Regions from separate parts of the Zea mays genome. Here region 1 is linked to region 2. A link is a contact called in public Hi-C data. All regions are on one chromosome and are shown on one strand. Each heading gives the region's core, a stretch centred on a gene start, on an enhancer-like site or on the middle of the called end of the contact. The rest is flanking DNA. Distances are from core to core; before and after follow the strand shown.

Region 1 (6,640 bases), core at 966-3,465, 74 kb before region 2:
GCTTTCACTCATGAAGTAATAGATAAGAGATTAAAGTCTCTTATGTATATGGAGAAGGACAAGGATCATGGTGCTAGAGTGCACAATGAAAAATTCAAAATAAAGTCATTTCAAGTTAGAGATATAGTGTGGAAAACCATAGTACAAATTAGATAGAAGGGCGACAAGTTTGGTAAGTGGTCACAGAGTTGGGAAGATCCTTATAAAGCGATCAAAGTCATATTTAGAAATTGTTATATGCTAGAGGTGTTGTGATAGTCTCCCAAGAACAATCATCAAAAGATATTTGAAAATAATATTTTCCAAATGTTTGGCAAGAGGCCTAGAGTGTCTTCAAAGCAATGACCAATACTTGTGTCGCAATTGGAACAAATATGGTCAATGTATACATCACCCTTAAATGCTAGATAGCCGATGAGCTGCATATTACCACTATTTAGTAGTTTTGATTCATATATGTTTTTATGAAAAACAGGGGCATATGTTGATATGCAAAATTGGAACAAATAAGAAGGGCATTTTCTTCGCTAGAGTCAGCTAGACCGACCCCAAAACTGGCCACATCAGGTTACTAAAGCCAACTAGGTCGCCTTCTGGACCTAACCAGGTCAACTTCATATTGTCAAGCCATCTACACTATCGACTTCCCTCGCGAAACCCGATTGAGCCGACTTTGGTGGTCAGCTAGGCCAACTTTTGGTGGTTCTTCAAACTAATTTATTTCCTAATCGGATTTTGGAATTGGAAACTTGATAAACATGTTATGGAATTGGTTCATACTATGATAAAACCATCCTCTCTCTATATATGAGAGTATCGCGGTATATTGAGGTATCCAATATCCAATAGACAAAAAATACATCCATCTCTTTCATTTCCCCCTCTATATCTTGATGTTTGTCACTTTTTCCAGCGAGATTTAGCGGTGTTTTAGGTGGCCTTGCCGACCATAGAACACCTTCCATGTGCTCCTCCTGATGATTCTTTCTAGGAGGTTTTCGAAAGTCTACCAACGAAGAATAGGATCAACAATGGTTTAACTAGTCTCTGGATCGATTTAATCGGTCCACTACATTTTATGTGTCGATCGTAGGTATACTAGCACTACTGTTGTGTGATCAAGATATCTTTTTTTGTATAAACCGAGTAGGCAGACTACTACTACTATCTCTTTTATAGTACTATATAATAAAAAAGAGAGGATCGGACCTAATTATTAGCATACGTGTATCGTTGTTAAGCATCACAATTGGATCGATTCTTTTTGTGCCACCTACCAGTAGCTTATGTGGTTCGACTTTCCGACAACATGTATAGTGAAGAGACATCAAAACGGTTCTCCAAGCACAAGAGACAACTAAGATACTCTATTATACAATGGATTGTTTATAAATGTCGCCTACTAATAAATATAGAAGTAAATGCGCTTATATAGCATCGGATCAATAAAACAGACGACGAATTCGTACAATGGGAAGTGAGGCATTTGTTACTACTTGGGTTATGAACAATAGATGTCTCTTAACGGAGAGACACCTTCACGTTTTTGGGAAAAAACCCCTTTAGACACCTCAAAGTTTCTACATTAAACACCACTAGGCCACGTCAATAAACAACCAATTGCATTAGTATTTTTTTCGTACTTCCGTGTCCTGGTGGGTGCTGACAACCACAACCTGCTGCCGCTCCTTGATTAACCGTCAGAACTACCGTCAGAACTTTCTTCGGGAGAAAGAACTCCGGCGAAAGTGTAGCCTTGTCCTGCGTCACACGTCACACGCGCCACGCGGGTGACATGACTGGCCATCTGATCTGGAAAAAAACAAATGATATTACCGCAGGTCAGACGTACTACTAGAAAAAAAAGAAGGATGCTCTGACGGTCAGAGTATCCTTCTTTTTTCTAGTAGTACGTACAAACCAAACCACACCTCAAAAAAGACTGCGACCGACCTCGTGAGATGCATCTACGCGTCGTGCCTTGTGTACTCTGTAGCCTACCCGAGCTTTTCATGCTCTGGCGCCTACAAAATTGCTCGTTTCGTGAGGGCCGGTAGACATTGGCCGAGCAACAAGATCTTGGGGAGTCGTCGTCTGTCGTGGCTGACCAACGTACGCCAGACGAGCGCTCAGCTTGGCCGTTTGAGGTATCTACCAGGCAGATGCAGCTGCTCAACGCAACGATCCAGCAGCGGGTTGCTCATGACGGAGCTGACGTGGCCATATGTGCACGTGGGGGAACCGTCGTCTCACGTGATTGGCGTCAGGCGGCGCCGAGACAAGAGGAGAGTGGGCGAGGTCTTTGGATGCTGTCACTCTAGTCCACGTCCAAGTTTGTGTTCTGCTCTCTTTATCCGCAAAAAAAACTGTTGTACAATAAATTTTCTTATATAATCATCATACGATAAAACTACTAAAGGCATAAAAATATTCTTAAAATTTTATAATTTCAATATTTACTCTATCAATATATCAAATTTTAAATTGTTTATTCTATTTTAAAATACATAAAAAAATCTATCAAATCTAAAGGACTTAAAAATGATTGAAGTTTCTCCTTTTTATATTATTTACCATATGGTGAAACATAACTTTAAGTTTAATATATTAATAGAATAAAAATAATGTATATCTTTGTTTTTTAGATGTTTATGACTTTTGGTAACTTGATTGTACGGCGATGGCACGAAAATCTTAACTGTGCAATAGTTTTGGTCCTTCTTATCATGTCTAGTCCTTTCAACTAATTGCAGAGGGAGAAAACTTAAAAACTACACCACACACAACAATAGTTTCCCTCTAGAGTTTTTTTTTAGTTTTGGAGAAATCCCCCAAGCGGCATAAAAATGCATTTTTCTTGCAATTTATAATTCACACTGGAGATTTATATTTGGGCCCTAGAGTCCTCACACAAATGCCTTTAATCTGTGGATGATATTTTTCCTACTTTTCAGATGAGGCACACGTTGTGAATCTCTTGGATCCTTCATAGATGTGACAACATCCTCAAATCAAAAGTCAAGTATGATGGCAAACATTAGTGAGCATGACATATGTGTGTCAATAGTGTGTGTATTGGTACTATAGTATTTGGAATGTTTTGCCTATGTTTGAAGAGAATTTTTTCTAGCCACTTTCAATCAAGTTACACTACTATTTCTTTTCCAATGGTAATTTCAGGATTAGTTGAAATTATGAAAGAACAATAATAGGGAAACACAGTTACTCTATTATTCCTCTGCTTTGGTTGGAGAGGTCGATTAAGCATCTTTTACCCTTGTCAATGATTGATGAATGCAATTAATGGTTCTTACTTTGTCTCCCTTAAATATTCTTATGTGATATAATGACCTTTGGGTCAAACAGTAAAACGAGAACAACTGATTGTATTAAGACAAAGTAAGGGCTCAAAACAAACAAACAAACAAATAATGGAATTCATGCACAAATAAAGGTGATAACTTTAGCAAAAAATGATACCTTCATAGGCTCTCTTTTGGCTCAAGCAAATGCTGAGCATGAGTTCCTCGTGTGGCCGACCGTTCACACGATCACACTGTTCAACTATATATAAGGGTTGAGTTCCTATACAATCTTATGTACATTTATATTTTTACCCTTCTCTCTAACATACAAATGTTTCATATTCAAGGGTGTATGGTTTCATCCTTTGACTACATTGATGTGCCATGCACATCTTCCCTTAGATGAGATTTGTTCTCGATGTCGTTCTTAGCCAGAAGTCTCGTCAATCATTCTTTTGCTACCGCATTCAAGTCATCATCAAAGAATCGCTTGCCAACTCCATTTGTGATATCCACTTTCAAATCTCCACCGATGAGACAAAGCAGTCCGACGAAGTTGTTTGCCAGCCAAAGATTTTCTCCATTGTACATCCCTTGTTCTGTTGAGCCAAAGGTTAACAAAATGAGGGTCAGGGGACGAAGGTGCTAAAAACGTATGACATATACTTCCACTAGCTGATTCCAAGTGCCATGATGTGACTTGTAGTATTCATTAGGCTATCTAAAGCAATCTAACCGAAGCCTACTAGGAGTGTTGCTACCGAATTCATGAACTAAAATATTAGACAAAGGCTAGTGGCAAAGAGGGATATACCTTCAATTGGGATAAAACATATATTGTGTTTTTTTGCTAGCGCTTCAACGGTAGTGATGTTTGCTTAAAACATTATTTGTCAACGCATGCACTTGCACAACCTATCTCAAGAGCATATCACATATTATTTTTCATGGTAAAAGATGGTTGGTCAATGCTAAAGCCTAATAATGAAGAACATATGAAGAAGAATTTCAACAAAGAGTTTATCACATTGCCCTTCAAGTTTCAACCCTTTAGCAAGTACTCCGAGCCTTGTGAGGATTGGCTTACCACTATCAACATGATGACCAATAAAATACTTGCAAACTATATAACCAAAGAGAAGTTGATGACTAAAGCCTTTAATCATTGAGGCAAGAAGAGGTACAACCGAGTTTTTAAGGCATATAGATTTGAATATCTAGACTACTTGAATCCCGCTAGGGATGACAAGAGTAGGGTAAAGAGAAGCATGAGGTGACCATGAAAGAGAAAGAAGTAACACATGGCCTGAAGAAATAGAAGCACTTCAATGTCCCTTCACCAAAGATGTATTCTTTGAAGCCAGCTAATGCTGCAAAAGAAAAGGTTACCAAGCCAACCAGCGAGAAGATGTTAACATGACAATAGACTCATGGAACTATACAATTGCTTGAGATAATGACAAAATTGTCACACTCAAATTAGGTTTACCTAGTTCAATAGTATAGTGAACCTCCCTAAGGTGGCGAACCACCCTTGGTAGAGCGAGTACTATGGCTTAGGCTCTATTGATGGCACGACGACGAAGCAAACTACACCTCAGGTTTCTCTAATTAATCAGCTAAGGGTATCTCATACCACCCACATGGTTGCACTATTTTTTCGAATGGTCACCCAATGAACTGGTCCTTATGGTGGAGCACTTGGGATATCGCCCAAGTCCCCTTACGGTAAAGCACTTGGGATATCACCCAAGTCTCCTTTGATCGTTTCGCGCTTGGTGATTTTGGTCACCTCGTCCCCTTCATGTGCCGTTTTAAGGATGTCCCAAGTTTCTTTGACACTCGTCAACCCTTGCACCTTGTTGTACTCCTCTCGACACAAGGAAGCGAGGAGTATAGAGGTGGCTTGGGAATTAAAGTTCCTTATTTGGGTGGCCTCATCAGAGTCGTAATCCTCGTTGCCCACTTGTGGTGCCTGCGCTCCAAACTCAACAATATCCCATATACTTTCGTGGAGTGAGGTTAGATGGTGCCTCATTTTATCACTCCTCATACAATAATCTTCACCATCAAAATATGGTGGTTTGCCTAGGGGTATGGAAAGTAGAAGAGCGCGTTTAGGAATGTGAGGATAGCGAAGAGGCATCTTACTATACTTCTTACGCTCTTGGCGCTTTGAAGATGTGGACTCGGCGCCGGAGGTGGAAGGTGATGAAGAGTCGGTCTCGTAGTAGACCACCTTCTAAATTTTCTTTTTCTTCTTGTCACCCTTCCTATGTGACTTGATGGAGCCTACGGATACCTCCTTGTGCTCCTTGTGCTTGTCGTCGGCCTCATTCGATGGAGTTCTTTCTTCGTTCTTCTTTCCCGAAGATCCAGGCTTTTCCCCGGTCACCATCTCTCTTTTGGCGTGTTCTCCCGATATCACTTCGAGTTGTTAAACTCTAATGAAGCATCGGGCTCCGATACCAATTGAAAGTCGCTTAGAGGGGGTGAATAGGAGAAACCTAAAAATTATGAACTTTGAACACACACTTTACCCTAGGTTAGGGTTAGAAATAAATAATAGTGAATTTGGAGTGCGAAAGATAGTTCCTCTTGCTATGAGTTGCTCAATCAATGTGTATAACTTTGGGAGCCAATCAAAACAATACGAGCAAGAGAACTTTAGAGCGAGATAGGAGAGGGGAGAAACAAATCGAGTGATGAAGATCAACACAAATGAACACGGTGATTTGTTTCTCGAGGTTCGGTTCCAAAGAGCCTACTCCCCGTTGAGGAGGCCACAAAGGTCAGGTCTATCCCAACCCTTTCCTTCTCTCAGTCGGTCACTTAGACCGGTCGAGTGCTTCTTCTTAATCACACGGGTCACTAAGACCCCGCAAGGATCACCACACAATTAGGTGTCTCTTGCTAGAATTACAAAGCACTTGGAAAGATTAGAATGATAAGGAAAAAGCAACCAAGCTTCAAGAGCAACAAAAGAAACACAAATCACCCTCTCTCAAGTCACTAAACGGTTTTGATCACTTGACTTGATTTTGGAGCTTGGAGAGGATTGAATGCTTTGATTGTGTCTTTGGTGTATATCCTTTGCTCTTGTATTGAATTAGAAGAGTGAGAAGCTTGGATAGCTTGAATGGTGGTGGTTGGGGGTATTTATAGCCCCAACTACTATTCCAGACGTTGCTGTCGTTGGGCACGCCGGACAGTCTGATGGTGCACCGGACACTGCACTGTTCTCTATCCGGTGAGTTCCACATCAGCCGACCATTGGGGGTTGGAGCTATTGACCGCTGAAGTCTTCTGTCCTCTTGTGGCACCAGACAGTCTGG
Region 2 (7,181 bases), core at 2,479-4,978:
TCTAAGGATTCTGCACAATTGTCTAACTTTGGAAGACGTGTCCAAATTATATCTTTAGGATTATACAACTTTTTTATATATACAGCTCTTTATTAAATTCAATGTCATAATCCTACCTTACATCTAACAGTATCCATGGGACTAGCCTTACTGTGTGGAACATGGATCAATATATTACTAAAACTTAGTCTAAAAAATTGTGATCCGACGCAACACAAGTACGGTAATAAGGGGTGTTTGGATGGCTCCATGTTCCAGCTCCTACATAAAGTTATAGTTCCCAGTATGCGAAGTGGATTGGACTGAGGCTCTAAGGATCAATAAATATCAAGCACAAGTCCAAAAGAATCCCAATCAAAAGAAGTGAAGAAAATTGAGAAGGGTTGTTAGCTTGTGCACCGGAGATGCAGTGGAGGCTCACCAGACTGTCTGGTCCCTACAACTGGACTGTTCTGTGCACCAGGCAATAGGAGCACAACAGCTAGTTCCAGGAGGCACTACGGAGGAGAGCCACCAGACTGTCCGGTGAACCACCGTACTATCCAAAGTAAGGCTGACAGCAGGACAACGGTCATCTGCAACAGCTTTCTCAATCCTTGGATGACGTGGCTAGGACATCGGACATGTCCGGTGTGTAACAGACTGTCCAGTGCGCCCAACGACAGAAACTGCTACTTTCAGTCCAATGGCTCTATTTGAGGGGGAGGCTATTTATACCCATCCAATCGGCCATTTGGATTGTGTGGAGCACAAGAAACATATCTCAAGCATAGAGGCACATTTCTAAGAGATTCAACACACAAATGCAAAAGAGATTCATCGGGTGATCAGTATAAGTGCTTTTGCGATGTGCTTACGGTAGTTAGATCGCTATTGTGCTAGCTCTAGGTTGTTCCTAGTTAGTTGAGTGAGTTTAAAAAAACCCACAAAACCCCTCGGCACTTGCGCGAGCCATTGTAATATTGTACCAAGTGGGACAAAAGTCTTGCGAGACCTTGTCAACCGCGTTTGTGACACGACCGCCACCATGTACCAAAGGGAACGAGGCCTACGACATTTTGGCTAGAAGCTCGATAGTGAAGACGACGGGGAGCGTCCAAGAGGAGCCAGAAGCGGAGCACCAATTGCCAAGGGGTATTTGAATCCTCTTATGATTTATTTAATTTGTTTTAAATAGTTTTAGTTCTGGAATCAAAATAGGGTAGAGACTAAACTTTAGCCTTCTAACTAAATTTTAGTCGTTGAACTAAAAGAATCAAACGGGGTCTTAATCTCTTAATTAAACTTTAGTCGTTGAATAAAAAAACCAAACGGAAGTCTAAGAAGAAGAATTGCATGGCAGAATAATAAATATATGGTCGTTTAAGACTTGGAAATGATAGTACGCCGATTCGGAGGAGAGTAGTTCATGAATGGCTTGCTCTCGAGTGCTGTCGGTACGTACGTATAGCCTGAAGCCAAGCACCTTTTTTTTCCCGCGCGCGGGGGGCCCACAGTTAGATAACACATGATCACTGTGTGAGACTAGGATTGAGTTGGTGCCGAGTCCAAATCACAAGGGCCCAATAATTGATCGAGACGGCAATCCCCCTCCCCTCCGCACCGCTCCGCTCCCAGCGGCCGACAAGCCCCGCCCGTGGCCGCTATCGCGCGCCTGGACCACCGCTCCGCCCACCGCCCGATCCCCGTCCGACGGCCCCGGCTCGCCGACGATAAAGATGGAGACGACCGAATTTAACCCCCCCAAAAAAAAAGAGCGTCACTCGCACGTACAGCTAGCACGCTCGAAGCTAACAAGAGCTAGCTCTCTGGCGCGTCTGTACTCCGATCCTGTACGGTGGTGCGGCGCCGCGGCTGAGGCTAGCTCGATCACCGGCGCCGGCCTCATCCTCTCCTCCTCATCATCTGTCTCTCTTCCGACCCCGCTAGCTCAGGCGGATTAGACAGAAAAGTCAAGACGACCATGCAGACTGCCCGCATGGCCGGAGAAACGCGCGCGACGCATGCACCGAGCTATCTATCCCCTCAACCGCCTCTCTTAAAACCCCACCATCACTGCGCGCTAAACGCTACAGCAAGAAAGCCTAGAAAAAGGGCCTGGACGTGCCGAACGCCGAGCAGGTCAACGTACGGCCAGGATCATCAGCAAGGAAAAAATTAATAAAAAAGGGCGAAGCCGGCCGGTTGGATTATTAGCGGTTGGGGACGGATTGATTAGGCCTGCACAGCACACACGCGCGCAGTAGTAGCGTCGTCAGGTTTAGGGTGTGTTTGGTTTGACTTTTGGCTTTGGCTTTTGTTTCTCTAAAAACCAAAAGCCAACCAAAGGGCTGGATCCAGGAAGCAGCTTTTTCTAAAAGCCGACTTTCTCGTAGTGCAAATCTGAAAGCACCTCTGGACCTGCTTTTAGTGGCTTTTCGGATGGAACTATGAAAACATATATCGAAGAATTTTTAACGACTTTTAGTGGTTTCCATCAAACGGTTTTTAGCTTTTTAACAACTTACAGCCTACAGCAGCTTTTTCCACAGCTCACAGCCCACAGCAACTTTTTTCACAGCCACAGCCCAACCAAACAGACCCTTAGCGACGCTCTCGCACACCACAGCCGCACGCGCGCCCGCGTGGTTGAGACGAATCTGCAGCGGCGCAAGCGCAACAGCAATCCCGCTTTCGTTTTCCTTTCTCCATTTAATTAAATGTTTCATCAGAAAGCAGGCGGGGAAAAAAATAAAGCATAGGAGATTCGTCGCACCCACCACCGGCCGGGCCGAGATTTTTTTTTATCATTTTCTCGGTTTCGCAATAAAGGCGAGGACGTAAACATATGGCGTTGGTTGGATCGGAGGAGCTAGCTAGCATAGCACACGGAAAGTTTTGCTTATCTTTTTTATATATTTTTTGCATAAAAAAAAGATAATTTGATCTGCCGGGGTGGATTATTTCCTCCTCGCGCGCCTCGGCTGCAGGGGCGTCCCCGAGTGCTGGTCAATTTCGAAATGAAAAAGAAAAGATGGAAAGACGCAGAGAGGGACGCCTCCTCATCGCTTTCTTTTCCCATCAGACGACCCTGCCCCCTTTACTTGCTTTCCATCTGTTTTTTTCCTCCCCTCTGCCTCCCTGCTGGATAATACTCGACATGATCAACATCATCTTCCATTCCACCTTGTATCTAGCTCGCACAGCGAGCGAGGGGAGCGAGATAGTTGGTCGGCTGCCGGTACGGTGTGTGTACATGTACTAGCTAGGCGCTCGCTCGAATTGTTGCATGTTGAGAAGTACCCATATATAGCGGCTAGCTGCAGCTAGTCTCTTGCTAAAAATCAGCTGTAAAGTCATTCGAGGATAGAAAACAAAAGAGCCATGAAAAGGAGAGAGAGAGCTAGAGTGGATGGGTGGGGGGGACAAATGAAAACAAGCGTACGACATCACCAGCACCAGCAACAATAACTTAACCACAACACAACAACGACGCCCGATTATTAAACGCGGTACAAGCGAGGGCATAAAAGAAAAAAGAGGGATCCCCAAAGGAGGAATGGAGAGGGAGAGCTAGCGAGGCCAGGGACAGCGACGTCTTCCTTTCCTCCTCCCCCCCTCTGGACTGAGCACGCCCCCGTCCAACTCCAATATCTGCAGCAGCAGTCACGGCGGCAGGAGGAGAGCTAGGGAGGGGAAAAGGAGCTCGGTTTTTTTATATACCAACCGGCCACCCGCCCTACGCGCTACTACTATAGCCTAGCTAGAGCCAGCTGCTTGCCTCGCCCTCCCCTTTGCGCGTCGTCGCGCTCCTCGCCGTCCCCCTCTCTCGGAATCGGAAGGCGATCGATCGCACAAGGCTGCGTCTGCGTGCTCGGCCGCCGCCCGACCCGACCGGACAAGGAGGGGAGGGGGCAAAAAAAATATATAGTTAGTCACACGCACGCAGCACAGGAGGGAGGAGAGGGATTGAGGGATAAAGAAATTTCGGGAGACAAGGAGAGAGAGACAGAGATGGAGAGGAGCGGCTGGACTCGGAGGCAGGCCTTTCACTACTCCCGCACCCAGATAACGATGTGGTAGCTAGTTCCTCTTAGGCTAAGGTAAGCAGCAGCGCCGGGAGCTAGCTCCTCCTCACTATCCTGCATGCTTCGTTCCTTCGTTCAGCTTTGGTTGCCCGGTCGATCGATCGGTTCTTTTTTGTTTCTTCGTATACATGCAAAGCTAGCTAGTTGGAGAGTTCCTTTATTTTTCGATTTCTTTGCTTTGGGAGAGTGCAATTCGGTTCATCGTCTTCTTAATTTGGATTCTATATTCGTTTTCCCCGCCTGGCCGGTGCTTATTACGATGGTGCTGCTGCTGCTCATGAGCTTCGCAGGAAGGAGGTCGTGGCCGGGATCCCGCCGATGATGATGACAGTGGCGCCGCCGGCATGGGCGTAGCGGCGCCACCGTACGAGACCACCACGTACGTGAGCCAACGCACCAAGATCAACATCGCAGCGATCTCCGCCGCCGCCGCCACCAGGGCGGCTACCGCGGCTTCTATGTCCCACTCGCAGGGATTCCACCAGGGCAGCGCCGGCGTCTACGGCTACTCCTCGGATGGCTTCGACCGCCCGGACGACTCCGGCCACCAGGACCATCATCAGCAGCAGCAGCACGTGGCGCAGCAGAGCCGCCGCGACAAGCTGAGGGTGCAGGGGTTCGACCCGGCCGCCGGCGGCGGCCACGGCCTGCTCCCCATCGAGGGCGACGAGCATGGCGGGCCCGGGTCCATGTACGAGCACGCGGCGGCCGCAGCTGGGGCCTCCAACATGCTCTCCGAGATGTTCAACTTCCCCGCGCCGCCGTCGGGGCCCTCCGCCACCGAGCTGCTGGCCAGCCAGATGGGCGCCAACTACCGCTTCGGGGGGCTACGGCAGCAGCAGCAGCAGGGGCCCGGAGGGGTGGTGGCTGGCTTGTCCGGCGACGGCGGTTGGTTCGTCGGGGCCGGCGCGGCGGGTCGTGCTGCTGGCTTGGTCCTCGGTGGTGGGGCCAACATGGGGTCGTTAGGTGAAACGTCGTCCCCGAAGCAGCAGGGCAGCATGGCTGGGCTGGCCACCGACCCGGCCGCCGCGATGCAGCTCTTCCTGATGAACCCGCAGCAGCAGCAGCAGTCCAGATCGTCGCCGCCGTCGCCGTCGGACGTCCAGGTCCAGCACCACGAGGCGGCGTTCCAGGCGTTCGGAAACGCCGGGGCCCCGTTTGGCGGCGGCGCCGGGACCGGCGTCGTGGAAGGCCAGGGGCTGTCCCTGTCGCTGTCGCCGTCGCTGCAGCAGCTGGAGATGGCGAAGCAGGCCGAGGAGCTGAGGGTCCGGGACGGCGTGCTCTACTTCAACCGCCAGCAGCAGCAGCAGCAGCAGCAGCTGCCGATGGCATTGCACGGCCAGGTCGGCGCGCTGGGGCAGCAGCTGCACGTCGGCTACGGCCCCGCCGGCGTCGCGGGCGTGCTGCGCAACTCCAAGTACACCCGCGCGGCGCAGGAGCTCCTCGAGGAGTTCTGCAGCGTCGGGCGCGGGCAGATCAAGGGCGGCGGGCGAGGGGCCTCGGCGTCTAACCCTAACAACAACCCGGGCAACAAGGGCGGCGCCTCCAGCTCCGGCGCCGCCGCGCAGTCCCCGTCGTCCGCGCCCAACAAGGAGCCCCCGCAGCTGTCCCCCGCCGACCGGTTCGAGCAGCAGCGCAAGAAGGCCAAGCTCATCTCCATGCTCGACGAGGCACGTCCACTGTCTCATCATCCACACACACACACACGCGGACTCCATCCGTTCCCCTCCTTTCTGCTTCATCGTCTATCTAGCTTGCATGCATATAGCTAGGTGCATGGGTTTGCTGACGCCATAGCTAATAAGCTCCGGCCGACGACGACGCTCGATCGTGGCCACGGAGGCGCGCGGCGCTAGTTAAGGTAGTTGCGGCCGCGGCGGTAGGTGTGCAGAGCCGGTACGTACGTAGCAGTACAGTACTACAACCGATGATCCAGCAGAAGCAGCAGCTACTAGCTGGTGGTACGAGAGAGGAGAGAGAGGGGAGATCTTGTTTTTTTTTATTTTTTTTACTGCCACAAGTCATTCTTTCCTGCCGGAGGTGGCAGGTGGCCGCCAATGGCATGCAAGGATGCGGCGCTGCAGCAGGAGCCGCCGCCACACCACACAAACTCCAAGAGGGATATGAATCTTCTAATCATAGTAACATCGATCCCATCCCATATGGCTCGGTTTCCTTTTTGTGCGGTTGTTGGTGCGGCTGGCTGATGCATTCATCGCCTCCCCTCCCATTTTCTTTATGCGCCAATCGGTCCGTCCGCCTGCCTCTTCTCTCTCCGTATCCCCCCCCCCCCCCCCCACGCGCAAAGGGGAAAGAAGTACGGGAGGCTGATGTTACTAGCTGCTGGTAATTGTTTATGCGCGGCGGGCGGAGTCGTCACTACTACCTAATTTCGATTTCGTAAGCATTTGGTTCGACTAGAAGGTATAAATAAATAAAAATCTGTAAACTCATATAAATATACATGCATGCACCGGTGGTTGGTGTGCAGGCTGCTGCTGCAATCATGCAAGATCAATGCCAGCAGCATCAGCTAACACAGCTAGCTAGCAGTAGCTTATTACGGTCTTCTCGGTCGGCACTGCTACAATTGGCACTGCAGGGAAGCAAGTACGAGAGCTAGTGTTACAACGAACCCGTCGTTGCTATAGCTAGCTAGCTGCGTACATGCATGATTGGGCCGGGATCGAGAGAGGGGAGGTGGGAGAGGGAGCTATAGCTCGCGTCGCTCGCTCTCAGTGACCACCGCGCGCGCGCGCGCCCGCGGCAGCTGGATGGAGCTTGGCCACATCCACATGCATGCAGCAGCAGCTGGTCACACTGGTAGATGCGTATGGTGTGTGGCTGCCTCATCGCCCGGCTGTTGCCAAATACCGGTGGGCCTCGCCTGCTTTTGTTGCTTCCCCACCCCATTTCTCATAATTGTGCCAGCGACACATGACATGCAACGCCATGCCCATGCCTTAACTACTGCTGTGCTGCACCACACCCACACCCCATCGAGTTTTGCTTCTCGTGTTTCGTTCGATCGATCGATCCATGCATCAGCATACATTGCTTTCGATCGTACTACAAGCTACGTACCTAGCTATAGCCAGTAAGTACTGAGTAGTA

Evidence for each region. Hi-C and Micro-C count contacts between places; a contact is called where the count stands out from the background.
Region 1: a Hi-C map of leaf shows a contact between it and region 2, with 4 times the contacts expected there. The contact joins the enhancer-like site here to the promoter of LOC100281671 in region 2. A contact is called at or near these places in 4 of 25 Hi-C or Micro-C datasets (ear, endosperm, leaf and 1 more) and 1 of 3 datasets of contacts at active chromatin or transcription factors (leaf).

Annotation. Positions count from the first base shown.
Region 1 is chr1:279,730,881-279,737,520 of Zm-B73-REFERENCE-NAM-5.0, reverse strand. No RefSeq gene overlaps it. Among protein-coding and RNA genes, the nearest start is that of LOC100281671, 73 kb to the right of the region's middle. Within about 2 kb of position 2,215, at least 13 of the 20 cell types and tissues checked have an H3K27ac peak or open chromatin away from gene starts, as enhancers often do. A contact at or near this core is called in ear, leaf and tassel, where this site is marked.
Region 2 is chr1:279,657,595-279,664,775 of Zm-B73-REFERENCE-NAM-5.0, reverse strand. LOC100281671 (homeodomain protein JUBEL1) reads left to right here and starts at 3,728. Exons shown (of 5, transcript NM_001154591.2): 1 at 3,728-4,082; 2 at 4,358-5,737. The coding sequence starts at 4,412.